Regions from separate parts of the Mus musculus genome. Here regions 2, 3, 4, 5, 6 and 7 are each linked to region 1. The links are chromatin contacts, called in public ChIA-PET, HiCAR-type, HiChIP or PLAC-seq and promoter capture Hi-C maps. All regions are on one chromosome and are shown on one strand. The core of a region is the stretch at or near the end of the contact, and the rest is flanking DNA. Distances in the headings are between cores, read along the strand shown. Region 1 holds the start of Hspa4 (heat shock protein 4). Region 2 has its middle 17 kb from the start of Gm51894. Region 3 has its middle 25 kb from the start of 9530068E07Rik. Region 4 has its middle 45 kb from the start of 9530068E07Rik. Region 5 has its middle 67 kb from the start of Gm30366. Region 6 holds the start of Slc22a4 (solute carrier family 22 (organic cation transporter), member 4). Region 7 overlaps Gm30366 (a long non-coding RNA gene).

Region 1 (3,638 bases), core at 563-3,062:
TGAAAACTGACTCTGATAATGGTACCAGAGCTCTGTGGCACCAAACTCGAGAATTGGGTGCCAGGCAATAGCTTACTTGGTAGAGTGCTTGTTTTGTATGCATGAAGCCCTGGCTTCAAGCCCCCACTGTACAGCAAACTGGGTGTTGTGCCTGCACACCTGTACACTTGGGAGATGAAGGGAGGAGGATTAAGAGTCATTCCCAGACACAAAGTTATTTCAAAACAGTCTGGGAGACAGGAAACTGGCCTCAGAAGGTTGGTTAAAAACAAGATAAAAACAATGATCTGGGACTGTGAACCCAAAAACAACAGAGCTTCTTCCAAAGTTTACCTAAAGGAATTCAGTAGATTAACATCTTTTTTAAGACAAAGCTTTCTTTTCTGCGTAGCCCTGCCTATCCTGAAATGGTCTCTATGAACCAGGCTGGCCTCGAACTCACTGCAGCCTGCCTCTGCCTCCCTGCGAGAGCTGGGATTAAAGGCCTGTGCCACCAGCGCCAGATAAATAAAATTTTAACGCACCTGTAATACCAGATTCTAGCAGACAGAAGCAGAATGAAAATTTTAGGTCATCCTGGGCTAAATGTGGGGGAAAAAATCCTACATATATCTAAAAAGTAGACTCCCTTTTACTCCAGCAAGCTCTGAGTGAGTCTTTTTTTTTTTTTTTTTTTTTTTTGCAGATTTGTCTATACTGGTCCCATAACTTCATGTAAGTTCTAGAAGTCAAACAGAGCCCTTGAGTCATGCATTAACAATTGTGGCAACCTTCCGGCTGGAATTCATTAGCATGAAAAACTAACGCTGTTAAGGAATAGGTGAGCAGCCTGGGTAAGGAATGACCCAACCTAACTCAATATCCAAAAACGAATGAAGGGAGTTAAAACGCTATCAAGAAAAGCATGGACTTTATTCAGGGCCTGCCGTGGGTACTCAGACTCCACATCTTCCGGGCGCCACCCCGCCCCCACTCACGTGGGACTCAGAGCGCTTCCCAGTCCCGAGGCCACAATCTTGCAAGTTAACTTTTATTAAATGCTCGCCGTGGGCCGAGTTTGAACCTCTATTGGATTCGACGAGCTCAGCAAGCCCTGGACCTCGTTTCAGACCGAACCACCCAAACCCTCCCCCCCCCCAAAAAAGGAGGTGAGAGCGGTCGGTCCATCCCACGGTCTCAGGCCCGCCTTCTCTTTCAGTTCCTGCTCCTGCCCTCCGCCGATCAGAGTACCGGCTCAAAGCCTTCGTTTGGCCCGCGCGAAAGGGCCTCGTGCCTGGCGCAGGCCCAGGATCCGAAGCAGGTGGCAGCCGCGGGCGACCCGGCACTCGGCGGGGGTCTCCTGCGGACCCTCGCCCGGAAAGCGAGGCGACCCCGCCAGCCAAGCCCCACTTACGGCGTGCAGCGGTCGCTATACTCGTTAGCGATCGTCTCGATGCCGCCGGCGCGGGCCACAGCGACATAGCAGCTCTGAAAGCCCAGGTCTATGCCCACCACCGACATGGCGCCGGCTACTGCTCCGGCTCGGGCCCAGGGCCGGCCGCCGACACTGCACACGGAACCCGGCGGGGTTGGCGCGTGGAAGAGGGCGAGCCGCGTGGGCCGGTGGAGCGCCGCGGCTGGGCGGGCGAAGCCGGACGACCGTCCGCTAGGAGGCTTGGGGCTTGGAGAAAGACGGGGGCCTCTACCGCTCGGGCCGCGGCTCCGGCTCCACGGCCGCAGAGGAGGCGCCGGTCGCGGAGGCGGAGAAGATCTCGAAGGCTCTCGTTGCAACAGGAGCAAGGTTGCAGCGCGAGAACTGCGCTGAAACGAAACGTTCTCGCGAGACCCCGGCTCAGACGCTTTTCCTCCCAAGGCTCCTCCCGTCTGACGAAGTCTGGCGTCACGTCCTGGCACAGGAACCGTGAAAGGAAGTGGGGGGACGGAAGCGGTCCGACGCGAAGTGGGCCACTGAGCCTGCGCGGAGAAGCCCCCCACAATCCTCCCTGAGCTGCAGGGCGCCTCCCATCCAGAAGTCAGGCGAGCGGGAGTGAGACAGTTCTTCGGGGAGCTGCATTGAACCCACTTCCGCCGTGCTCGTCACCGCGGAGGGACTTCCGGCAGTGACTTTGCAGGCTCTCTGCAGGGTTTTTTTTTTTTTTTTTAAGGCCCCACAGTGAACTCGAGTTAATCCTGCTAAGGGCGCTAAGGGTTTCAGCTCGGCTCTACGTAAAACTCAGTATTAAAACCAAGCGCTAACTAAAAGAATCCGAAGCCACGCTTCCACCTACTTTTAACCACTCACTTCCCGTGATCAGACGAGGGACCTTTCAGTCCTAGGTGTTTTCCCTGAGCTGGACACAAGGGTCCAAATCACATGCTCCGTGGAGTGGGAGGTCTAAGACCAGTGTCACGTTTATGTGAATGCTAACACATTATTATATAGAGTAGGTGGGGAGGGGACAGAATGTCCTGCAGGACAGTCCTCAAGGATGACCTTGAAATTCGGAAGCTCTTTTCTCCTTAGTGCTGGGACCCACTTACAGCCATGCCCCCACCCTGCGTTAAACTAAAGAATCTGAAACTATAGTGACCACTACGTTAGCCAGTTGCGGAAAGCTGGAGGGGAACCAGCTTCAACGCGTTTCTGATTATTACCAACCCAGAGTGCAGGAGGAAGATCCTAAGTTTCCCGGTTTCTGGCTGTTTTGTGGCTGAGGATATAGAGTACAGTGCTAGAACACTTGCAGGCTCAGGGCCTTGGACTGGATCCCCAACACCACAAAACTGAAAGGATTTTTAAATTTCACTTATTTGTCACCTCTTGTTCATAGGTGCCTAACGGTGTCCAACACAGTAAACCGTGCGGGAGAGATGGCTCCACAGTTAATACGTGCTGTGAAACCATACAGACTGGGGTTTGAATCCCAATCTCGATCTGTCATCGAGAACCTAGCAGGACAAAGACAAGAGGTTAACTGGAGGGGCTCCCTGACTAGCAGCCTAGTCCAAAAACTAGAGCTCCAGTTTCAGAGAGAGACCCTGCCTCCAAAAACTACATCAGAGAGCAACAGGGGATATCTGTTCTCCCTCAAGCCTCTGTGCAGCACATGGCCGCCCTCACAGAACATGGCCGCCCTCACAGCACTTCTACACGTGGATGCACGCGCGCACACACACTCTGGATTATCACCATCAGGAGAGAGCAAAGAGTTTCTAGTCAAAGGTAATAAGTGAGGGTTAATAGCCTAAAGCCCCCAGCACCTGAGAAACTCCCTTCGGGTACTTAGGAGTAGAAAAGCTCCAGACCAGGGATCAACATGTCAGACTCCTGGCATAGATGCCAACATAGTAAGGACTCCACCAAAATGTATGTGCATGGGAAAGCACAAAGTAGGTCGGCAGAAATATCTTCCCACCCAAAAGTTTCCTCTGCTGCCCTATAAAATCCCAAGCCCAGAGCCCTGACACAGTCTCCACATCCAAGGAGGAAACATCTATCCTTCAGCTGTTCTGATTTAGACGTGGTAATGATCCTGTGAGAGGTTGGTCTTCCCTTTTACTTCCACATCACCTTGATCAATCCTGATCTAACAATGAGAGTTATAGGCATAAAATAGTGGCAACTCGGAAGACGTTCCACAAAAGAAAAAGGCCGTGAT
Region 2 (3,638 bases), core at 417-2,916, 960 kb before region 1:
GAAATATGGCTCAGGTCTTTCACTGGTGGGGAGCAGACACCCGGATGTTGGCTGCCGTTGGTGGGGGCCGTTGGCGCACACCTGTGCCATGTAAGCTGAGCAAGGGTGGGAAGGAACAGAGTTCCCGTGCAGATGTCCCGCCAGCAAGAGGGGGTGACCTTGAAGCTTAGGTTCCAAAGTGCAACTCAAGTTGATCCTAGAGCAGACCCCCAGGAGGGAAGGGGAGACTGGGTGGGATCCAGAAGAGCGCCTGCCGTGCAGTGCTTTAGAAAGGCACCGTCTGCTCAGCTTTTTCTTTCTTATTTTATCTTACACGTTATTATTGTGTTAGGAAGCACGCCTACTATGGGGACATGTGCGGAGGTCAGAGGACAGCTCTGTGGAGTTGGTTCTCTCCTTCCACTTTTTATGATCTCGGGGACCAAACTTCAGTCACCAGACCTGGGCAGCAATCGCCTTTAGCCGCTGAGCCATCTTGCAGACCCCTGCTTCAGCATTATCATCTCTGAAATGGGCTAATGAAGATACCTCCCTCTGGGGATGCAGGGAGGATTGGATGAGATTGGGAGCCACTGCTTTGCTCAGTTCCTAAGGACTAAAAAATGGTGGCCTTTAACAAAAGCCTACCCATCCCCATCATGAGTGCGCCATCAGAATGAGAATGAGGAGCTGTTGGCAGCGAAAGTCCTCATTCTATAGTCACCTCCCACCAGGCAATTGAATCCTGCTCTGAGTGAGTTAGTTCCTGGCCCTGGTGTGGTCCAAAGCTGAGCTGCTCCTAGTCTGGCTTGTTGTGTGTCCTTGAGTAGTTGCTCTGCCTTTCTGAACCCCGGCGGCCTCATCCACTCTAGCATAACTGCCTGTGAAGAACAAATAAGATGGTGCATCTAAAACTATCAGGCGAGACCAGGAATCAGCCGGGAGCTACAATGGTTCAGGCTTTGGAATATCACTCTATAGGCTGTCTGCCGGCCACCACCCTTCAGACTGCCACTCACAGGTGCCCGTGAAGGCTGCCGAGAGGCAGTCCCCATCAGCCTGTCTCCTACACCCACACACTCTGTGTGGAGACCACAGGCGCCCAAAGGGTATGCTAGTCTCTGCTCTACCGCGTACCCTCTCCTGAAGGCAGGCATTTCAGAGATTCCAGTTTCACCAGGAAGCTCAGATCCAACAGGTCAGTTGGACAGGACCTGACTGCACACCCTGGAGACAGCCCGTGCTAGATGGGCCAAGCCTGTCCCTTGGGGCAGGACATCTAGCCTGGGCCTGTGAACTAAGGGATGGAGATAAATTTGCACTAGGGGCTTGCATCAACTTAATCCATTCCCACCCATGTAAGGAATTCTGGAGCCACTGAATGAGAAGCCTGGCCCTACCTGGGCCTAGTTATCCTCAAAGAAACGCTACCCAGCGTGAGTGGCGGTGGCCATGGCTCCGGCCCCTCAAAGCGGTGAGCAGACAGCCTTGCTGCTGAGTGTCCCCCTCCCCCGCCCTGCCCTGACTCATCCAGAAAGCACGTGGCCACAAGAGACTCTGTCCTTTGCCTTGGGTTTCTGCTCCCCACTCAAACAACCTTGTTTTCAAGTGAAAACCCACAGAGCGCTCTCCCCGGCTCTGATCCTCCAAACAAACAAAGGATGTTGGTCTGTGTTTTGGTTTGTTTTGAAGCTGCAGAAGAGAGAGGGAAATGGGTCACCTCAGGAACTCCAAGGGTGGTGGCTGAGGGGTGTGTGGTGGCCTTGGGGGGGGGGGTGGTGCCTAGCTCCAGAGCACTGTTTGGCAAGGTCACCCTGGGTGGGCCCTAATCCTCAGGGAATGACCCCCCCAGGATGCTCTGACCTGGGTGGGGGTCCTTATGGGGCTCCAGGATAGGACCACATGGGGAAGGCAGCCGGCTGGGGTCCTAGGCAAGACTCAGAGATCCTTTGCCAGGTGATCAAGCAAAGCTTGTCTTTCTCTGAAATTCAGTTTCCAGGCTACCAGGCTCAGCCCTGACCCCAGCTGCGGGAACCTGGGGCCACTGGGGACACACTGTCAGGCCTGAGGCCGGCTTCCTGCTTCTTTCCGATACTCTGCAGAGGCCCCCACAGTACCTAGGACCCAGGTTTTATGGCTGTGCCCTTTTGGGGTCTGTGGCTGTTCCTCCAAAGTGCTTTAACCTCTTCCCTTCTTGCCCATGTGGCAATCCGGATGGCAGCCAGCCCCTGAGGGATTTGTTTTTTGAGGCGAGGTCTCAAGGAACCAGGATTAGCCTGAATCTCACTGTGTAGCCAAAGATGAACTATACAGTCTGATCGTTCCGTTCCCACCTCCCAAGTGCTGGCAACACTGGCGTGGACCACCACACCCTGGTAAACAGCACTGGGGTTTGAACCCAGAGCTTTGTGCGTGTTAGGCAAACACTCTACCAACAGCTGCATCTCCAGCCATTTGTTAGTTTTACCATAGGTCTTACACGTAGCCCAGGGTGGCCTTGAACTCATGGGGATCCTCCTGCCTCAGCCTCCCCAGTATTAGTGTTAGGCATAAGTCTGCCCAATGGTTCATGCTCAGCTCAAGTCAGTGTTTTGGCGTGTGTGTGTGTGTGTGTGTGTGTGTGTGTGTGTGTGTGTGTGTCCTTAATTCTTATTGTGAAAGAGACATAGCTCGTTTGGGCAAGATACACAGCCTTGTTTTGCACATTATATAGAGAGGCTCCCAGGCCTCCCTGCTGAGTCCTTGGCCAGTTAAAGTAAAGCAGGCAGAAGCCTCCTGAGGACCCATTTCTCACTTTGGAGATGTCATAGTGAACTCTGGGTGCTGCCGTCAGAGAAGACATCTCATTGATGAGCAAAAGATAATATGGAGAGCCCAACCTGGGCCTTTTTGGGGGTTCCCCTGGCACTGGAAGGGCTGTGATGACACCATTTGCTTTCCCCCTGGCTGTCGTAGGTGTGTGGGCAGGTGCTTTGGGAGGAGGGGGCTCTGCAGCACATCCGCCCACCCCACTGATTCCACAGGAGCAGAATTGAAAACACCCCTGAGTGGACATCTTGGTAAAGCCACGAGTGAACAGCGAGTGGGGGCGTACACCTGTAATCCCAACACTTGGGAGGTAGAGGCAGAGGCAGGTGCTTCTCTGTGAGTTGGAGGCCAGCCTGGTCTACAGAGTGAGTCCCAGGACAGCTAGGACTACCCAGAGAAACACTGTTTCAAAAAACAAAAACAAAAACAAAAACAAAAGCAAAAAGTCACAAGTGGAGCCAACCAGGTGTCTATGGTGCACAGCTGTAATCCCAAAACTTGGGAGATAGAGGCAGTCGGATCAGGAATTCAAAATCAGGAGGTCAGCGTGCAATACACGAGACACTAACTCATAAAAAGCCAAATAGGATGACGGGATGTCAGCAAGAAAAGGGGCTTGTCCCACAAGCCTGGTGACCCGTGTTCCATCCCCCCAAACCATGCAAAGGTGGGAGGGGAAAATTGACTTTAGAAATTCCTCCGTCTTCCGCAGGAGTTCTCCATGCCCCCTCCTCCTCCCCTCCCTCTCCCTCTCCTCCCCTCCCCCCCCCATAGTAGTTATAAAATTCTTAAAAAGCTAAACAAACAAACAACCCACCTCAGTGGCCAGAGGCTAGTGAGGACTCCCAGGT
Region 3 (3,638 bases), core at 826-3,325, 880 kb before region 1:
GACAGGTGAAGCTCTGAGTTCAAGGCCAGCCTGGTCTATTGAGGGAGGTCTAGGACAGCCAGAACTACACAGAGAAATCCTGTTTCAAAAAACAAAACAATCCAAAAACAAAAACAAAACAAAAAAAAAAACAAAAAAACCCCAAAACTCCAGAACAAAACGAAAAAGCCTGACCTAGCTGTGTCTCCATAGCTGAAAAGAAGAAGGAGAAGCTTGGAGCGTTGGAGACTGGTTCTCTCCCTCCTCTTCCAGAAGAGCAGCTGTGTGAGCTCGAGGGGGTGGAGCCTGCTGGAGCACTGGGTGTGGTCCTTTAGATCACACCTCTGGGTTGCTCAGGGCCCCGCCCACCCTCTCTTCACAGCCTCTCAGCATCTTCAAAATCACCCAGTCTATCTCTGGGTTTCTTTCTTTTTTTTTTTTTTTTTCTGTAAGATTTATTTCTTAATTATACATCTCCCCCACATGTAAGGATGCACGTTTACATGAATGCAGGCATGAGAAGACATTGGATCCCCTAGGGCTGGCATTGCACATGAGCCACCTGGCTTGGGCCCTGGGAACCACACTCGGATCTTCTGCCGGAGCAGTACATGCCTCTAACCACTGAGCCATCTAGACCCCAGTGGGTAGGTTTCTAAGAAGTAGAAAGGGGTAGCTCTCTTTTTTTTTTGTGTCCTGAGCCCACTCACACTGGGACAGGAAATGGCATCGGGCCTGTGGTTCTTGTGCCTTTCTTTTCTCTGAAATTTCAGTTTCTGTTGAAGGGGGCAGGGGTCTCTGAGCAGTCCTTTGCCTCAGGCTCCAGGAAACTGCTAGGTTTGCAGAAACACGTGCTTGGCTTCTTCACTGTACCTTGTACGTACACCCCTGCCTTTCTTCCCTGGTCATGGTCTTTGAGCCCTTTGACTCTGGTATAAAAAAGGAAAAGCAGGCAGAGCTGTCATCTCAGAGTTGTTTTGGCCACAGCGGTGGATAAACCGTCAGTGTGGAACACACCTTGGTCATCCCTTGCCCGGCTGCCCATCCTTGCTCTCCGTGTCTCCTGCTGTGTCACCCAGCCCTCTCCATCACTAGGGGCAGGATGGTGTTAATATACACAGTGCCGTCCATGGGTGGGCTTAGATTTATCAGAAAACAGCTATTTATTTCTAGGGAGAAAGTATCTGTAAAAGGATAACCAGGATTATTGAAGATGACAGGGGCTCATGCATTAAAATTAAAGAAAAAAATCAGGTCTGGAGATTTCATCCCCAAAGCCTCTAAGTACAAATATCTGGACCTGGTGGAGTGTTGTGATTTCAGGATAGAACGGGTAACTGAACAGAGAGACCAGCATTGGCTCTACGAAGACAGAGAAAACTTTACCCAGAGTTCCAAGAGGCCGTGACCCGGGTGACGGCTGTAAGGCAAACTTCTCTCAGCACAGTGGGCATGGGTGCTGGCTTTGGAGAAGAACAGTGTTTTATTCATTGGCTTGGTGCATAAATCAAGGGAGCTGTTTGATATTGCCCACTAAAGCTCACCGGAAGGAAAAGAATCTGAGACTTCAGAGGGGGTGGGGAGAGATGGGGCAAGGCTTGAGATTTTTCAGACGCTTCCCCAGAAAAGGGAGAAGGGGGAAGGGGCTGGGGGCAGTTCCTAAATGTCTTGGGCTGGGGGAAGGTGTCAGCCAGTACTGGCCATGTGTACCTGACGTGTTTTTACAGCCTAGAGGTGACACTCGTAGTTAATGATTGTGCCCTAGTGGGCCTCTTTCCTGACTTGTCCTCTTGGCCCGCTTCTCTCTTTTGACGCAGCGAGAGGCACTTTTGATGTAATTGGGCCTTGAAACACCACTGTAATCACTTTGTGAGCTCCTTCAGCTTATTTTTAATTACAAGGTCTATTGCATTGTTAAATTATTAACTCTTGTCAATTACTTCTCGTGGTGTTTTCTTATCTCGATGGAGCCGAAAACAGCGAGGTCTTGGTGGCTCATTTGAGATTCAGCCCCTGTAGCTTAAGGCCAGTCAGGGGAGCTGGTGTCTCAGCGTGGGAGCCTTTGGGACTGCAGAGTCTGTTCTGGGAAATAGGCGGCAGGGCTGGCTAGAGCTAGCCCTGGAAGGGGAGGGGCCCACAGGGTATAGGCAACAGCTTCCCCATCCACCTCTAAGCAGAGACCATGCACATTTTCTTCAAACAAAAGTGGCACGTGTCCTTTTGGCTCCTCTGCCCAGGCTCAGACACTCTTCCCTTCAGGCTCGCCTGATCCTGGCCATTTCCCAAGCCTGGTCCAGGATCTCTTTCTCCTCGCCCTTCTCAGCTCAAACTCCATTGTCCCTTCTCTGATGCTCATGAGCGTTCATGACAAATAACTAAACAACAAACACTGAGCGCCTACTTGTGTAGTTGTCTAATGTCCACAAATACAGGTTCTCCTTGTCGTGTTAAGTTTGTCCAGCAGAGGGCAGTGTGACTACACCACAGAGCACACTTTCTCTATTTTTTTTTTTTTTTAGCATTTCCACCAGATCCTGGAATTGCTACTGGCTTTGACAGGGAACCCAAGTCTACACAGACAGGAGCTCAGAAGGAACCCCCACCTCCATCCTCACTTGCCCCAAACCTGGCATAAGCTTGGGATCCATCAATGTCCCTCAATTTGTCTTGAGTTCAGGCAGTGTTGTCCATGGCTCCACCGAGGGTGAAGGACAACTGTGGACTTGAACGTTGGTTTGGCCTCAGCTGATGATGTTGACCGACTTCATCAAGGGGACTTGGGGACTGCTTCCTTAGTGTGGTGGTTTGAATATGCTTGGCACATAGGGAGTGGTACTGTTAGGTGGTGTGACCTTTTTGGAGGAAGTGTGTCACTGTAAGGGTGGGCTTTGAGAGCCTCCTCCTAGCTGCCTGGGACACGGTCTTCTTCTGGTTGCCTTTAGAATAAGATGTAGAATCTCCAGCTCCTACAGTGCCATGCTTGTCATGTTTCCTGCCTTGATGATAACGGACTGAACCTCTGAACCAGTAAGTCAACCCCAATTAAATGTTGTCCTTTATAAGAGTTGCTTTGGTCATGGTGACTCTTCACAGCAATGCAGACCCTAAGTAAGACACTTAGAGATACACAGGGAGCCAGCAACCTGGCCAGAATCAAAGACTGAGAATGTGCCTAACCCCATGTGACCTTGGCACTGTGGCTTAGGGACAGGCATTTTGGGTGGCTGGGTCAGCGGGCAAGTCTAGGATGGCTAGGGTTGGTGAGGCTTGAAGCCCATGGGACAGTTCTGCCCTTTCCTAGAGCTGGGGATCCACAGTGCCCAGGTGCCATTTTAGAGATGAAGGGAATGAGTGTTGTTGGAATGTGGTGGTACCAGGTTCTGGCCACTCCGACCTGTGGGGAGGAGGCAGGACTCCGTATGACTGCCCTGTTCCCACCGGGTTCCAGGTGTGGGTCTGTGTGACAACATTGGAGCCTGTTCAGACTCTGAAGGCTGATGTATTTTTCCATGGGGAGAGGTTTTTGGTATCTGGGCCTGGGCAAAGATAATCTTGGCAAAGATAGCAGCAGTAGGGGGAGGAAGAGACATTTTTTTTTTCTTTAGCAGTATAGCTGCTGTAAGATGCCTGTGCACATAGAAATAACCCCTCACTCATGT
Region 4 (3,638 bases), core at 469-2,968, 860 kb before region 1:
GAGGGAAGAGTTTATTTCATATCACAGTTCATCGTCAAAGGAAGTCAAGATGAGAACTCAAGCAGGTTAGGAACCTGGAAGCAGGAGCTGATGTTCATGGAGGGGTGCTGCTTACTGGCTTGCTCCCCATGGCTTGCTTGGCTTGCTTTCTTATAGAACCCAGGACCACCAGTGCAGGGATGGCCCCACCCACAATGGGCTGGGCCCTACCCCATTACTAATGCCTCATAGCTGGATCTTATGGATCTTTCCAGTTGAGGTTCCCTCCTGTCAGATAACTCTAGCTGGTGTCAAGTTGACACACACCTACCCAGCAGCTGGTTTTCCTAATATTTATTTATTTATTTATTTATTTATAACTTTGTATGGATTCTTTGTGGATTTCACATCATGCACCCTAATCCCACTCAACCCCCTGCCCCTTCATATCTGCCCTCCACCCTTGTAACCTCCCCAATGGGCAGAGTCTTAGAAAAGGGGATGGAAGGGTTAGAGGGGTTAGACAAACAAATGTCTGATCAGGAGTAAGCAGGGTGATAGGAGAGAGAGAGACAGACAGACAGACAGAGAGAGAGACAGAGAGAGATGATGACTTTCAGGAGTCTGTTCTTTTCTTCCACCTTGTGGGTCACTCAGGTCATAAGGTTTGGTGACAAAAATTTTACCTGTATTGTCATCTCCCTAGTCCATATCCTGACTCTTAATCTCTTTCTTTATTTACATTTTTTTTGCGATAGTGTTTCCTGTATCCCAGGTTGACCTTAAACTCACTCTGTAACCAAAGATATCCTCAAACTACCAATCGTCCTGTCTCCACACCCCAAGTGCTGGGATTCCAGGTGTATCTTACCTCACTTGGCTTATACGCTTGCTTTTAAAGGACATTTTTTTTTCTTCAGGCTTTGAAGGTACTTCATTTATTAGTCCTTCAGTTACGCATCCTGTTTAACCACATTATAATTTTCACAGTTATTCATTTGCCTTTCATTTCCTGCAGTGACAGACCTTTCCTCTGACGCATGAAACGTGTTATTGCTGTAAATACAAACAGTAGTCACAAACAGACAGCATGCAGACCCACTCCTGACAGCAATGGCTCCCTCTGTCTGAGGCTGGATGGTCCCAAATCAAAAGCAGGAGCTTAGCTTGTCCCCAAGGAAGAAGGAGGAGGGAGAATAGGTCAGAAGCCCCCAGACGGTGCTGAAAGAGGCAGGAGAGCTGCCCTTGGTGACAGGTGACAATTGGCTTCTGTACCTTATGTTTCTCTTGACCCAGACCCCACAGCCTGAGCACCTGCTTGGCTCAGAGGCTGAGGAAGATGGCTGGCTGGTTCCTTGCCTCAGTGGGACAGTGTGGTCAGGAGGCCGGAGCTGTGGACAGGTGTGGATAATGTCTTCCCTAGGGGACAGGCAGGGATGAGGCAGTCTTGGAAGAGAGGGACAGATGGGCAGTGTCCAGTCCCAAGCCTTTTACCGCTTCCATCCTGGCCAGATAGAGCAGGATGTTGTGCTGGGGCTTCTGAGAGGGGCACCACACTGCAGGCATGTCTCTATCCTGGAGGTAGCCATGTAGATTATGCCTGGGCCCCGAGGAGGCTCCTTCTCTGTCTGGATTTGGCAAGAGATGCCTGCTACTCCTGAGGAAATTTTGCAGAAGTGCTGGAGTGAACTAGCCATGAAATAGGAGTGACAGAGCCTGCCAGCTGGGACCCAGCACCGCAAGGGTGGGGGAGGGGAGGCTGTGAATGCCATCCTTGTCCTGTGTACCCTGGACCCTGCCTGGCTCCAGAATGAATTCTGGGATGCTCACTAGCTCCCACATGCACCACACCCCAGAATGAGCTCTGGTTGTCTGCATCTAAGCTGGATGTTATTCCCAGGCAAAGTCAACTCTGATTCCATTTCAAGCCCTCACCTTGCCCTGGTTTCTGTCTCAGTTCCTAGTCTTACCCTTGTTCTCTCCACATGGCCTGGCCTTGTGGGACTGTAGATCCCGCCTCTCACCCCCAGCTCACAGACAAATTGGATAATCTGAGTTTCAGCCTCTTAAAAATTATCTTTTTGGGATTCTGAGGAATGAACCTATGGCCTCTGGCTTGCTAGGCGAGCCCTTTGCCACTGAGCTGTACCCCCAAACCCCAGTTTTAGATTTCTCTCTCCCTTTCTCTCTCTTCTTTCCCTCCCTCTTTTCTTTCCCTCCCTCCCTTTTTTTAAAAAATTTTTTAAAAGATTTATTTATTTATTATATGTAAGTACACTGTAGCTGTCTTCAGACACTCCAGAAGAGGGAGTCAGATCTTGTTACAGATGGTTGTGAGCCACCATGTGGTTGCTGGGATTTGAACTCCGGACTTTCGGAAGAGCAGTCGGGTGCTCTTACACACTGAGCCATCTCACCAGCCCTCCCTCCCTCTTCCTATCTTCTTTTCTTGCTTTCTTTTTTCTTTTTGGTTTTTTAAGAAAGACTTTCTCTGTGTAGCCCTGGCTGTGCTGGAACTCACTCTGTAGACCAGGATAGCCTTAAACTCACAGAGGTCCACCTGCCTCTGCCTCCTGAGTGCTGGGATTAAAGCTGTGCGCCACCACTGTCTGCCTTATTCATAATTCTTACTGGGTCTGGTTCTTTCTCTTTCTCCCCTTCCTCTCTTCCCCTCCTTTCTCTTTCTCTCTTCTGCCCTCCCCCCATTTTCTCTGTTTTCATTTTCCCTTTCCTTCTCCCTTCCCTTACTTCCCTTCTTGATCTTCATTTTACTATATTTAAGTTGTCACACAAGTGTATGCTGCAGTTAGCATCCCCCAGACCCTTCATATTCCCTCCATGTTCCCAGCCTCTCGTCTCTCACCTCCACCAGCTTCCTGGTTGTAGCATTTCCTCTCCTCGCCTTAGCTGGCATCTATGAGTACAGAAAGGACCTTTCCTTTCCTTCCCTCCTCTCTATTGTCACCGACCTGCACTCTCCACCCCCTCATACATTAGAACCTCTATGATAGTTTTATTCTTTCTGATGTTAAATTTGCTGGGATATGGCCAGCAGCCTCCCCAAAGTTGGTACCCGTGTCCTCGGTCTCCCAGTTGTGCTCCAGGTACAACTATGCTTCACTGCTTCCAATCGACTGCTTCACTGAGAAGCCTCTAGTCTTGTCTGCCTCCTTATAGGCTAAGGCTAGGAAAGACACTCCCCCCTTCTGTGTGCTTGTGTGTGTGTGTGTGTACATGTGCACACACGTGTGTGTGCATGCACATGTGTACATGTGTATGTATGTGTCTATGTGTTTATGCATGTGTGTACATGTGTCTGTGCATGTGTATGTATCTTTCTATGTGGAGGGCATGCATGTATATGCATATGTGTGTGTGAAGAGATGGTATGGACTTATTTTGTACCCCCCTTGTGTATATGGATATTTTGCCTGTATGTGCACCACATTTGTGCAGTGCCCACGGAGATGTTGGCTCCCCCGGAACTGGAGTTACAGTGATTATGAGCTACCATGTGGATTCTGGGAACTAGACCAGAGTCCTCTGACAGAGAAGTCAATGCTTTTAAGTGCTGAGCCATCTCTCCAGCCCCCTAATTTGTACTCTGGTATCTACACCTAACAAAATCAAATTATTACTCTATGTTAGAAGAGTCTAAT
Region 5 (3,638 bases), core at 514-3,013, 790 kb before region 1:
ATTTTTTTCTCTTTACTTGTATATGTGTGCAGGTGTGCACGTATGCAGTATTAGGGTGTGTGCTTGTGGAGGCTAGAGGACAACATCAGCTGTCATCATTTCCTAATCATTGTCCAGGGCTGGCTTGAAGGTCACCAAGTAGGCTAAGCTGGCTGACTTGTGACTCCAGAGTTCCTCCTGTCTCTGCCTCTCCAGCACTGGGATTGCCAATGCGTGTTACCATGTGTGACTTCTTTTTGTTAAATGTGAGTTCTGGAGAAGTGGACTCAGGAGAAAAGCATGTTACCAGCTGGGCCATTACCCCATTACCAAGTTACCCTGTTTATGGTAACTTGTTTTAGCATCCTTGAAACACTAAGATAACCTTATTAGCATCTGATAGGCTGTTAAATCCTCTCTTGTTCCCTACCTTGATCAGCTTAGGAGAAGGTTTGGGTCATAGCTGAATGTCTGTGTCCTGAAAATAACCTGACCAAATATCTTGGTTTGACTGGGTCTTCCAAAAACACCTGAGCTAAAACTGAAATAGCAGATTTATTGGGACAACTGGTCAACCTACTAACATGGTATCTTAGTCATTGTTTTATTGCTATGAAGAGACACCATGACCAAGACAACTTTTATAAAGAAAGCATTTAATTGCGGCTGGTTTACAGTTTCAGAGATTTAGTCCATTATCATTATGGTGGGAAGCATGGTAGCATGCAGGCAGACATGGTGCTGGAGAAGGAGCTGAGAGTTCTACATCCAGATCTGCAGGCAGCAGGAAGAGAGAGACATTGAGTCTGGCTTGGGCTTCTAAAAATCCCCAAAGCCCACCCCCAGTGACACACTTCCTCCAGCAAAGCCACACCTCTTAATCCCTCTTAAGTAGTGCCACTCCCTGGTGATCAAGCATTCAAATACATGAACCTGTGGGGACTATTCTTATTCGACTGCCATGAAAGATTATCAGTGCCAGCTGGTACCTGATTGGCATGACAGTTCTTTCTTTAACTACAGTCTCTTATTTATTGTACGTGGGAGGGTGCTTACCACAGTATGTGAGGGGAAGTCAGAGGACTGCTTATGGGAGTTGATTTGCTCCTCTGCCTTGTAGGTCCTGGGGATTGAACTTAGGTCTTTAGGTATGGTGGCAGGCACCTTTATCTGCTGAATCTTCTCATCAGCCCCAGTTGCAGCTTATGGGTAAGGAGAGGGTGTGGCTGGGCTAGCTGCAGATGGCATATTCAAGCATCTTGTGCAAGGTTTGCATAGAGCCTGATAGGAGACGACCGAGAATGTGAAATCTCTGGGTATCAGGGAGGAGGCCTATATGGCTATTCTGTAGAGGTCCTGGAGGTTACTGTTTTGGAATTCCTGGAGGGTTCCCTGGAGGTCTGTTCTTGGGAGGTGAGGGGGTGGGGTGGGGTGGCCCAGGCACTTCTAGACCGAGGCACTCTGCCTCCAGGAAGCAGCTGGTACCTGCTGTGCTCAGGAGCTTCTGTTCTGGGACCAATACCTAGCAAGCCTCAGTTCCACACCCTCAGCCTCCTCTATTTGAATACTCTGAATGGAGCTGATTGCCTAAATTAAAGGTATTATGCTATAATGATTGTTATAATTAAAACTATTATCATCTGAAAGAGACCAGAACAGGAGAAAACCACTGCAAAGACTTTTAAAGCTTTTAAGGTGTGTTTTTTGAACCAGATAAAAGCGGCTTTGTGTGGAGTGGTTTAAAGAGAGGGAGAAAAGGTGAGTGGCCACCTGTGGCCTCTGAAATGTGGTGGCACCGCGGGAAGCTTGGTTCCCAGCTAGGTGGGTGGCAGCCTCAGGGGATCTGCCCACAGGGGGAGGGGCACTGCCACTTGGCCTAGAGCCAAGGTGGGGACTGTGAGCAACATAGGCATGCTAGCAGAGGTTTTGAGGGAACTGGGGCCCGCCTGGGATCAGACTGGACAGTGTTCTGAAAGGCACAGCCTGTGAAATGATTGACTTGTCTTCTGCCATAGGTCCCTTAGTTCTGCCTCCCTCAGGAAGGGAGGCAGCATACAGGCCTGGGGATGTGAGGCTACAGAGCCTTCATGTGACAGTGGGAGGGGGCAGAGGCTCTAGGGGTCAGCTCAGGAAGGGTCAGGGTGGGGGCAGGATTCAGACTCACAGCAGTGTCTGGACTTGGCATTTGGGTTACCCAAGGCTCAGGACTTGATAGGATGTGGAGATGAGGCCAGGACAGTGTCCAGCAGCATTTTTTTATTTTTATTTTTATTTTTATTTTTATTTTTAGCTTTAACTCTGTCTTACCAGCAAGTGAGAAAAGAAAAACTTTACAGGGGCATGGATGAGGCTAGAACTCCCAACTTAGAGGGTGTTATGGCCTTACTTAGGAGCTCTTCCTTAAGAGCCAGGCTGACTTTCCCACATGTATACATGTGGGAATGAGTGTGTGTATATGTGCGTGTGTGTGGGTGTGTGCGCGTGTATGTGTGTATGTGTGTGCATGTGTGTGTGCGTGCATGCGTGCCTGTGTGCGTGTGTGTGTGTGTGTGTGTGTGTGTGTGTGTGTATGTATGTATGTGTGATAATACTCTGCAGGATCCCAAGATGGACACGCCTGGTATAAGGTCACACAGCCAGGCTTAGAGCCTGGTCAGGCTGTTCCTGATCCTACATTCTTGATTTCTGTGCTGTACTGTGAAGCAGCAGAAGGTGATGTCCATCCATGTGCCTCTTTGGTGTAAGATATATTTTGAGCTAAAGGTAACTGAGAAGAGCCATGGGGAGATGGGACAATCGGTAAAGTGCTTGTCATGCAAGCACAAAGACCCAAGTTTGATCCCCCAGAAGCCATATAATAAAAGCTTATTTCAGTCTTTTTCTCAAGGGTTTAAAGAACTCATGGAATAACTTTGGTCAGAGCTAGAACATTTTAAGAGTCTGGTAGGCTGGCAGTGAAGACTTTGCCTCTGAGTTGCCTGCAGCTGTCATCTCAATTTAACTCATCAGCTATAGATGCATAGACTTCTACCCTAGCCCATAATAGCCAGCATAGAATTTTGCTCTTTCCTAAACCTGAGACCTTTGTTCTCTTCATGACATACACCTTCATTTTGCCAAATCCGTGTCTCCTGATCTGCAACTCCTAAGGCCTCAAATGAAGCTCTTTCATAATTTCCAGCTTGATATTAATCAATTTTATGGTAGTTAAAAAAAAGTCCCCCCCAAATGTCCCCCAGGCATTTGAACCTTGGTTCCCATTTGATGGCTTTGCTTAGGGAGGTCTTGGAGCTATATGGCCTTGTTGGAGGAAGAATGCTGCTGAAGGAGAACTTTGAGTGTTTAAAGCCTTTCACCATTTCTGGTTCATTCTCTGCTTCACACTTGTGGCTAAGGAGGTGAGGTCTCAGTTTCCTGCTCTAGTCTCTGTGCCCAGTGCTTGTTGCTACATTTTGTAGCCATGATGGATTCTTGTCCCATTGGAACCATGAACAAAAATAAACTCCTTCTTTTATAAGTCACTTCTGTGTTTTATCCCAGCAATACAAAGATAACCAGTAAAAATTTTTACACCTACATACTGTGTGTGTGTGTGTGTGTGTGTGTGTGTGTGTATGTGTGTGTGGTGTGAGGTGTTTGAATATAGTAATATGGTTTGA
Region 6 (3,638 bases), core at 851-3,350, 730 kb after region 1:
TGACTAGGTGTTCTTTTGTAATAGTGACTTCCATAGCTTTCTCCCAATCTTGCTTTCCATAGCAGCTAGAGCAAACTCTAAGAACAAGGGGTTTGGAGAGTTGATATTCATCTGTAGTTCTCTTTAGGAGGCAGAGGCAAGAGGATCCCTGTGAGTTCAAAGCCATTCTGCCTTGGTGATGCACTGAGTTACAGGCTAGACAAGACGATATCCTGTGGCCTTGTCTCAAAAGAAGAAAATAAAAACATACACCCTAGGTTTGCTATTTCCACAGTTCTCAAAATACAGTCAACATTTCAGAATACCCAGAAGCTGGCTGGTCCTAGAGGCAGTTCTGGTCTCTTACCCTTCCCTGAATGCCACCTACGGTATCAACAGGGCTCTTATTCCCAGAACCAGTCACATTCTTGGCTAGATAGGACTGTCTCTTAGCTCCAGATTTGCTTCACACTCCTTCCCGCAGTCTATCCAGATCTAGTTATTCCACAAAGAGAAAGGAGTTTATTTACCCAAAGTCACACATAAAACAAGCTATGATTTGAATTTTTGGCTCCTGAAGGCCAACAGCTAAGTAGGGCTGACATCAGCTCTCCTAACAACACAGCTGGCATGCCCACAGGCATCAGAGCTCTGCAGGTGGGACCCACACCCTAGCTGTCTACACCCTGGGGCCAGACACATTTTCTGTTGACTGCTCTGTAGTGCTGAGGGAAAGAGATAAGAAATTGAGGCTGTTGTTCCCAGAGATCTCATTGGGAGGAACCTAGTTGGTTTTTTGTTTAACCAGCCTAGGGAAAAAAAAAGACAGACCAGAAGCAGCAATGGTGGGAAGGCAGATTTTCTACCAGCTTGACCAACAGCAGGTAATCAGTTCTGGGTGATGCTCTTGCCAGAAACAGTGCTTGTCTTATCTGTTATGACCTGGTCCTCAGCAAATACGCAGCAGGAAACTAAGAGGGAGTAGTAGGTCCACATTCAGACTCTGGTGACTTGGGGAACCTATTCCCTGATCACTTAGAGGTAAGGCAGTGGGCTCAGCTGGAGCCTTGATCACCAGCTTACACTTCCCTCAGAAGTACGGGTCTTTCCTTGAGTGTCCAAAGGCCAGGTTCTAGTTTTGACTCCTTACATCCAACCAGTGTCAAGGAAGGGGCTGCTGCCTCTTTTTCGAGAAAGTGGGGGCCTCGACATAGAGGCCCTTCTGTCTCAAGACCCTTCCTTGTGTCCATCAACAGACCACTGTAGCCATTCTCTGTAGCAAGGAAATAGCTATGACTATAAATCAAGACAGTCTGGTTTGGCCTGCCCAGGGAAGCACCAGGGCTCTTGGGAAACTCTGTTGTGAAACTCAGAAAGGAAAAGGCAGTTGATGACAACACTCTCTTTTTTTCATCCCCTCCATGCCACACAGAAATTCATCAGCTCTGAGTGTGCGCTGAGAATACACTCACAACCCCACTCTGTGCCTGGAAGTTTTGAGACAGTAGGTGACACTGACCCAGGCACTGTCAGGGGCTGTTGGGGGCACGGATGCAACGGAGTCTCCATTCCCAATGTCCAGCTCCAGCACTACCACCTACCTCTGTCACGATGGTGGACAGGAAGATGTCCTTGTCGTACTCCCAGCCATCCAGGCAGCTCTCCTGCTCCAGCTGCTCCAGATCCACGTCCTGTCCTGGCTCCAGCCCCATCGCAGAGAAGTTGGCGATGGTGGCCAGTCGGTAGCGGCGGCAGCTCTGAGGCACCTGTCGTCCGTCCTTCGTCTCCAAGGGGATGCTGTGGTTGCGCCAGGAGCTGCTCAGGTTCACAGTGTCAGGAACCAGGCAACGGTGCTCGGGGGTCCCCGCCAGGAACACGACTGACATACCATTGAAGCCATTGGGGATGATGCTGGCGCTGAGCAGAAAGAAGATGAGGCGCTGGAAGGGCCCCCACTCGCCCAGGAAGGCGATCACCTCGTCGTAGTCCCGCATGTTTCCACCTCTCCTCCTCAGCTTGCGTGAGGGAGGTGGGTGGAGAGAAAGGATTCAGCGATTGCGGCGCGCTGAGGGGATCTTCCTAGGTGGCTGCGTGCAAACACGCCGTGGGTGCTGCAAAACTCCCAGGGGTTGGCGCGGAGCGCCGGGAAGCCGAGTCCTCTGGACCACACCCCCGTGCGGCTAGGCAGCGAAAGGCCACTGCACTCCACCGATCTGGGCGGAGCTCTCGGGCCGGCTCAGCCTCCTGCTCCGTTCCTTGCACCCAGCGGCCTTCCACGCAGGCCTCCCGCCCGGAATCGGCCGGACAACGCGCGTGCAGCTAGGAGCTCCGGCTTTCTCGGCCCCACGTGGGAGGGAGAGCGACAGGGAGGAGCGTCCCGAAAGCCAGGCCTAGCCCGGAGCAGGAGTTCGTTGCTCCACAATCCCAGCCTGGATTATGAGCAGGCGGACCGGTCAGTTAATCAAGTCTGCGCTCCCAAGAGACCTGTGTGGGGGACAGGAGCGCCACCTCTTCACACACACCAGCGTGGGAACTCACTTATGAACCTTAGCATGGCCGTAGTCCATCACGGGACGGCGGCGGCCCGAGAAGCGTCCTTGGAAAAGCAGGATCCTCACCTTGCAAAGAGGCGACTGTGGACCTGGAGCCAGAAAAGGATGTGCGAGGTCATGCTGAGTCAGAGGCGCGCCCTGGATTAGAAGGGCTGGATCACGGGCCCCTGAGTCGTTCTAGTGTCCTTTCGAAAGATTCCCTGTGGCCTTTATAGAGACACCAGAGGGAAGTCGGCCCACTGAGGGAGCATAGAGGAGTCACCACGCCTGGGCTCGGTGTTTGTCCTTTTGCACTCTCGGGGCACCCGGAGTCCTTTATTGCGGCACGGTGCCAAAGCCTTCTTGGACTGAAAGGCTATTTGCAGAAAGGCCCATTCTAGTCTAGGAACAGAGGGAGGAAGGGACAGAGAGAGGACAAACTGGTGAGATTTGGCCCTCAGAACTGGCAGGGTAACCAAAAGCGGGATTGCCTTTTTTCTCTCTCTGCTCAGTATTCACATCTAAGGTCCTGGGCACAGTGTACAAGCTAGCCCAAGCTAGAGCTGGGCTCCCCTAGCCTGGGATCCACAGGCCTGGAGAGACTGTAAGGCTGAGTAGCCCAACACTTTGCACAAACCGGGTTGTCTCATCAGACTCTGGCAAGGAACTGAAGGAGACTTCTGCTTTTTTCTTTGTTTTTGTTAGTTTCCCCCATGAGTCCTACTGTTAGGCTGACTTCCCACCAGTAACTTACATTTCTTTTCCTGTCATTTAAGCCGCATCTCCTAGTATGCCAGGACACTAGCTTTTTACTTTTGTTCGTTTGAGACAGGGTCTTCGGATGTAGCCCTGGCTGTCCTGGAACTTGCTATGTAGACCTGGCTGGTCTTGACTCACAGAGCTAGCTCTGCCTGTCTCTGCCTCCCAAGTGCTGGGATTAAAGCTGTGCACTTCTGTGCCTGGATCCGTGCTTATTAATCCAGTGAGAGTACTCGCAGGGTTTCTTTACTTCTGAAATGCTTGAGTGGTGGTGTGTTGTGGTCGGAATCTCACTTAGGTTCTGTTCTTCCACTTCAAATTACTAACAAACATAAACAGAGTCAAGAACTAGCTGTTTATTTTTTGAAG
Region 7 (3,638 bases), core at 800-3,299, 640 kb before region 1:
TTGGAAGATGATGGGAAGGGGTAGTTATTCTTTAAAGTTTCATTTGAAGAATGGTGAGTGCTAGCAAAAGTCTTGATCCAGATTTCTTGTTTTTGTCAAACTGGGCATCCATTCTCAGGGTCAACAAAGGGTGTCCATCGGATGTCGGTGAATACGAAATTATCACGATAGTCTGATTTTAGAGTCCTGAAGGTGGCTTTGGTCTCTTTTGTGCATCCCTTCCCTTAAGTCTCATGGAAGGTGCTATTCATCACAGCTCTTACTGCTGGCACAGAGCTCTGTCTCCTCTCTCTTCATGTCAATTGTAGTGTTGCTCTGATCACACCCCTGATGGTCACAGTATGTGGTCCAGGACTCCTTCCCCAGAATCGAGAAGACTCCAACTGCGCACCCAAGCTAGGAGTCAGTATTTGGTAAAAGACAGAGCAGTAGAGACAGGATTTTTGAAGGTTGATTGTCTTTTCGATTAACAATTCAAAATCATGACATATGTGTCTAAGAGATATTCCTCTCCCAAACAAAACAAACAGATCCAAGGAGTGGGAGGCTGGTGGTGATCACAGCTCTGTGCAAAGCGTCATTTACTGACAGGGTAACGTTGTGTCTCAGTAATAGGCCATTTTCCCCATCGCTGCACAGAGCTAACCAACCTCCACTTTGCATCTAAGTTTTCATCTCTGGATCTCGGGTAAGCTTCTTTTTATTTTCCTGGCAAAGTCAACACAATGAAATCTGCGGTACTTCTAACCATCTTTTAAAATGGTATTTGAAATTTCATATAAAACAGGAAGGACAAAGAATAGCTAAAAAACAATTTAGAAGGAGGGTTTATGCTTCCTGATTGGAGGCTCTGCTCCAGCTGCTGCAAGCAGGACGTGAAGACCCTGGCATCAGCTGAAACAGACATGACCCAAACAGAGCAGAGTGCAGGCGCAGACCCTCACATATGTGGTCAATTGATTTTCAACTACAATGCCAGGGCAATTCGAGGGAGAAAGGATAATCTTTTCAACAAATGGTCCCGGGGCAGCTGGATGCTCATGTGGGGAAAAGAAGAGACCTAATTTTCCCTCATACGCAAAGATTAAACTAGATCACAAACCCTTGTCTGGATCAGATTGGCCTGTGAACATGCCTGGGAATTGTCTCGGTTGATAATTGGTGTAGCAGGGCTCAGTCCACTGCGGGTGGTACCATCCCTAAGCAGGGGGTCCTGGGTTGTATAAGGAATCTAGCTGAGGCTCAGCCTGTAAGAAAGCCAGTGAGCAGCTTTCGTCTGTATTTTCTGCATTAGGTTCCTGTTTAAGGTCCTACCCTGACTTCCCTCAAAGACAGGCTCTGATCTGGAGATATGAACCAAATAAACCCAGTCCTTCCTGAGTTACTTATGGCTTATTTTTATCACAGTGTTGGAAAGTGCATTAGACCAAACCAAATATAGATGTTAAAAGTATAAAGCCTTCAGGGACAATCTAATGTGAGACTGTCATTGTGACTTTAGGATAGGCAAAGATTCTTCATCTGGGAATCTAGAACATCAAAACCATAAATTAAGGACAGGCAAAAACCTCCAGTAAATTGGAGAGATGAATCAGTGCTGGAGAATGTGTGCTACTCTTCCAGAGGTCAGAGTTCTGGTCCCAGCAGCCATGCTGAGTGGCTCACAGGGGCCTGTGACTCTTGCTTCAGACATCCTCTTTTGGCTTCCTTGGGCCCCCTCACTCACACGTACACCTTGACATGCACACAATTAAAGATAAGCCTCAAAACCATCAATATAGTCAACTTCCCTGAAATTAAAAGCATCTGTTCTTTTTAAGGCACCATGGAGGAAATGAACAAATGACAGATTGAGAGAAAATATTTTCAGTGCATTTTTCTGACAAAGATTTTTCTTGTACCCATAATGTGTGTTAAAAAAAAAAAAACCCATGACTCAGGCATACAAATAAATACACAATCAGCAAACTGGGCAGAAGGTTTGAACAGATACTTCACATATTTGAATGGAATATGAATGGACAATGAACATCCAAGAAAACACATAACCTTATTAGTCATCAGGAAATACCACAAAGACCACAGGGAATCAGGCTTCTCATTTACTAGAGCAGCTACAGTTTAAGAAATGCCCACTGTGGAGAGAGTACGGAGTAACAGAAGGGTCATTCCTTCATGGTGGGCATGGACTACAGTGAATATACTGTGATCCAGTTTGGAAACTTTTTATAAAACACTTCAAATAAGATACGCTCGTTTTTCTTTCCTGCTTACTTACCCACATGAAATGCAAACATTGTACATTCTCCAGGCCATACTGTCCCCACCTTCAGGAGTTCTGCTGTGTCTGCTTCCAAAAGATCCCCCTAGTCCGTCCTGTTGGCTGTTGACCTTCCCTTACAGAAGGAAAGGATGGAGAGGGCTGCAGATTACCCACGCCTGAGAATCCAGCTTCCTGTCTCAACCTGGTACATGCAATTTTGTTTTAATTGCATCTGGCCTTGGGATGTTGGGGTCCTGGAGGGAAGCTAGAGGTATAGGCAGAGAAAGAATAGGAGAGGGGGGCCTCTGTCTATAAGGCTATTGTAAAGTCGGCACACCTGTTTGGGAAAGACTTTGCTGTGTGACCTTTGGAGTGGTGAAGACCCACGCTCCTGTGAGAAACCCATCACCTATACTATACTGTCTAACCAAATAAACCACCCCCTCAACTTCCCTCCCCATACCCTAAATAAACTCTACTCCAGACTATACCTGTCATATGGCTGGTACCTCAGGGGGAAGGGATGCCTCAGCATGGGCCTGCAGAGACACCCCCTTCCCCCTACACCATATTGTGTCTCAACCAAATATACCCCTGGTTTCTTTTTCTTTTTATAAAACACAACAGGTATGTATGTCCATACAATGGAATATGGTGGCACACACCTTTAATCCAAGGACTTGGGAGGCAGAGGCAGAGGCAGGGGGCAGGGGGCAGGGGGCAGGAGGAGGCAGGAGGAGGCAGAAGGAGGCAGGAGGAGGCAGGAGGAGGCAGGAAGAGGCAGGAGGAGGCAGGAGGCAGGAGGCAGGAGGCAGGAGGCAGGAGGCAGGAGGCAGGAGGCAGGAGGCAGGAGGCAGGAGGCAGGAGGCAGGAGGCAGGAGGCAGGAGGCAGGAGGCAGGAGGCAGGAGGCAGGAGAGGCAGAGAGATCTCCAAGTTTAAGGTCAGCCCGGTCTACATAGTGAGTTCCAGGCTAACTATAGCTACACAGTAAGAACCTGTCCCAAAAAATAAAAGATAAAACCAAAACCACCCAAACAAACACCAGACTAATTCTTGATGTACAGTGTGATGGATGACATTAAAGAGCTTGCTGATTTGAGAGCCAGAACCCAGATGCTGGGTAGCCCAGAGACTTAAGATCGAACCAAACATGAATAAAATGAGTCCTAATGATATCCTGCTATACTCTTAGATGGGTGCCTAGCCCAATTGTTATTAGAGAGGATTCATCCAGCAACTGATGGAAACAGATATAGTGACCCACAACTAAACATTAGGCAGAACTCAGGGAATCCTATGGAAGAGGAAGAGGAAAGACTGTAGGAGCCAGAGAGGTCAAGGACACACACACACAAAAAACCCAAAACAAAACAA

Evidence for each region. Promoter capture Hi-C pulls out the DNA fragments that hold promoters and counts their contacts. HiChIP or PLAC-seq counts read pairs in DNA pulled down with a chosen protein or histone mark. ChIA-PET counts read pairs in DNA pulled down with a chosen protein or histone mark. HiCAR-type assays count read pairs that join an accessible place to other places.
Region 2: a contact with region 1 is called in an RNA polymerase II ChIA-PET map of effector CD8 T cells, with 25 read pairs. The contact joins the enhancer-like site here to the promoter of Hspa4 in region 1. A contact is called at or near these places in 1 of 39 promoter capture datasets (hippocampal neurons), 1 of 484 Hi-C or Micro-C datasets (embryonic stem cells), 16 of 115 datasets of contacts at active chromatin or transcription factors (bone marrow-derived dendritic cells, bone marrow-derived macrophages, effector CD8 T cells and 10 more) and 2 of 9 other capture datasets (embryonic stem cells and macrophages).
Region 3: a contact with region 1 is called in a HiCAR-type map of kidney, with 11 times the contacts expected there. The contact joins the enhancer-like site here to the promoter of Hspa4 in region 1. A contact is called at or near these places in 3 of 39 promoter capture datasets (the 3T3-L1 cell line and liver), 1 of 15 datasets of contacts at CTCF or cohesin (the NIH/3T3 cell line), 1 of 484 Hi-C or Micro-C datasets (the N1E-115 cell line), 20 of 115 datasets of contacts at active chromatin or transcription factors (the 230-238 cell line, DN3 thymocytes, the NIH/3T3 cell line and 17 more) and 1 of 9 other capture datasets (embryonic stem cells).
Region 4: an H3K4me3 HiChIP or PLAC-seq map of forebrain shows a contact between it and region 1, with 11 times the contacts expected there. The contact joins the enhancer-like site here to the promoter of Hspa4 in region 1. A contact is called at or near these places in 1 of 39 promoter capture datasets (the 3T3-L1 cell line), 1 of 15 datasets of contacts at CTCF or cohesin (the NIH/3T3 cell line), 1 of 484 Hi-C or Micro-C datasets (uterus), 15 of 115 datasets of contacts at active chromatin or transcription factors (bone marrow-derived macrophages, craniofacial prominence, differentiating embryonic stem cells and 12 more) and 1 of 9 other capture datasets (embryonic stem cells).
Region 5: an H3K27ac HiChIP or PLAC-seq map of embryonic stem cells shows a contact between it and region 1, with 3 times the contacts expected there. The contact joins the enhancer-like site here to the promoter of Hspa4 in region 1. A contact is called at or near these places in 3 of 39 promoter capture datasets (the 3T3-L1 cell line, embryonic stem cells and hippocampal neurons) and 6 of 115 datasets of contacts at active chromatin or transcription factors (the NIH/3T3 cell line, astrocytes, embryonic forebrain and 3 more).
Region 6: a promoter capture Hi-C map of erythroid cells shows a contact between it and region 1, with 4 times the contacts expected there. The contact joins the promoter of Slc22a4 here to the promoter of Hspa4 in region 1. A contact is called at or near these places in 1 of 39 promoter capture datasets (erythroid cells) and 1 of 115 datasets of contacts at active chromatin or transcription factors (pancreatic cancer cells).
Region 7: a CTCF HiChIP or PLAC-seq map of the NIH/3T3 cell line shows a contact between it and region 1, with 6 read pairs. The contact joins the enhancer-like site here to the promoter of Hspa4 in region 1. A contact is called at or near these places in 2 of 39 promoter capture datasets (the 3T3-L1 cell line and hippocampal neurons), 1 of 15 datasets of contacts at CTCF or cohesin (the NIH/3T3 cell line) and 2 of 115 datasets of contacts at active chromatin or transcription factors (cardiomyocytes and embryonic stem cells).

Annotation. Positions count from the first base shown.
Region 1 is chr11:53,298,667-53,302,304 of GRCm38.p6, forward strand. It overlaps Hspa4 (heat shock protein 4), which reads right to left and starts at 1,813. Exons shown (of 19, transcript NM_008300.3): 1 at 1,394-1,813. The coding sequence starts at 1,500.
Region 2 is chr11:52,339,650-52,343,287 of GRCm38.p6, forward strand. No RefSeq gene overlaps it. Among named protein-coding and RNA genes, the nearest start is that of Gm51894, 17 kb to the right of the region's middle. Within about 2 kb of position 1,667, at least 73 of the 459 cell types and tissues checked have an H3K27ac peak or open chromatin away from gene starts, as enhancers often do. A contact at or near this core is called in effector CD8 T cells, embryonic stem cells, epiblast stem cells and 1 more, where this site is marked.
Region 3 is chr11:52,419,141-52,422,778 of GRCm38.p6, forward strand. No RefSeq gene overlaps it. Among named protein-coding and RNA genes, the nearest start is that of 9530068E07Rik, 25 kb to the left of the region's middle. Within about 2 kb of position 2,076, at least 3 of the 459 cell types and tissues checked have an H3K27ac peak or open chromatin away from gene starts, as enhancers often do. A contact at or near this core is called in kidney, where this site is marked.
Region 4 is chr11:52,439,568-52,443,205 of GRCm38.p6, forward strand. No RefSeq gene overlaps it. Among named protein-coding and RNA genes, the nearest start is that of 9530068E07Rik, 45 kb to the left of the region's middle. Within about 2 kb of position 1,719, at least 1 of the 459 cell types and tissues checked has an H3K27ac peak or open chromatin away from gene starts, as enhancers often do.
Region 5 is chr11:52,510,403-52,514,040 of GRCm38.p6, forward strand. No RefSeq gene overlaps it. Among named protein-coding and RNA genes, the nearest start is that of Gm30366, 67 kb to the right of the region's middle. Within about 2 kb of position 1,764, at least 4 of the 459 cell types and tissues checked have an H3K27ac peak or open chromatin away from gene starts, as enhancers often do. A contact at or near this core is called in embryonic stem cells, where this site is marked.
Region 6 is chr11:54,026,004-54,029,641 of GRCm38.p6, forward strand. It overlaps Slc22a4 (solute carrier family 22 (organic cation transporter), member 4), which reads right to left and starts at 2,101. Exons shown (of 10, transcript NM_019687.4): 1 at 1,581-2,101. The coding sequence starts at 1,973.
Region 7 is chr11:52,654,257-52,657,894 of GRCm38.p6, forward strand. The region is part of intron 2 of Gm30366 (a long non-coding RNA gene); the gene reads left to right. Among named protein-coding and RNA genes, the nearest start is that of Gm39823, 50 kb to the right of the region's middle. Within about 2 kb of position 2,050, at least 33 of the 459 cell types and tissues checked have an H3K27ac peak or open chromatin away from gene starts, as enhancers often do. A contact at or near this core is called in the NIH/3T3 cell line, where this site is marked.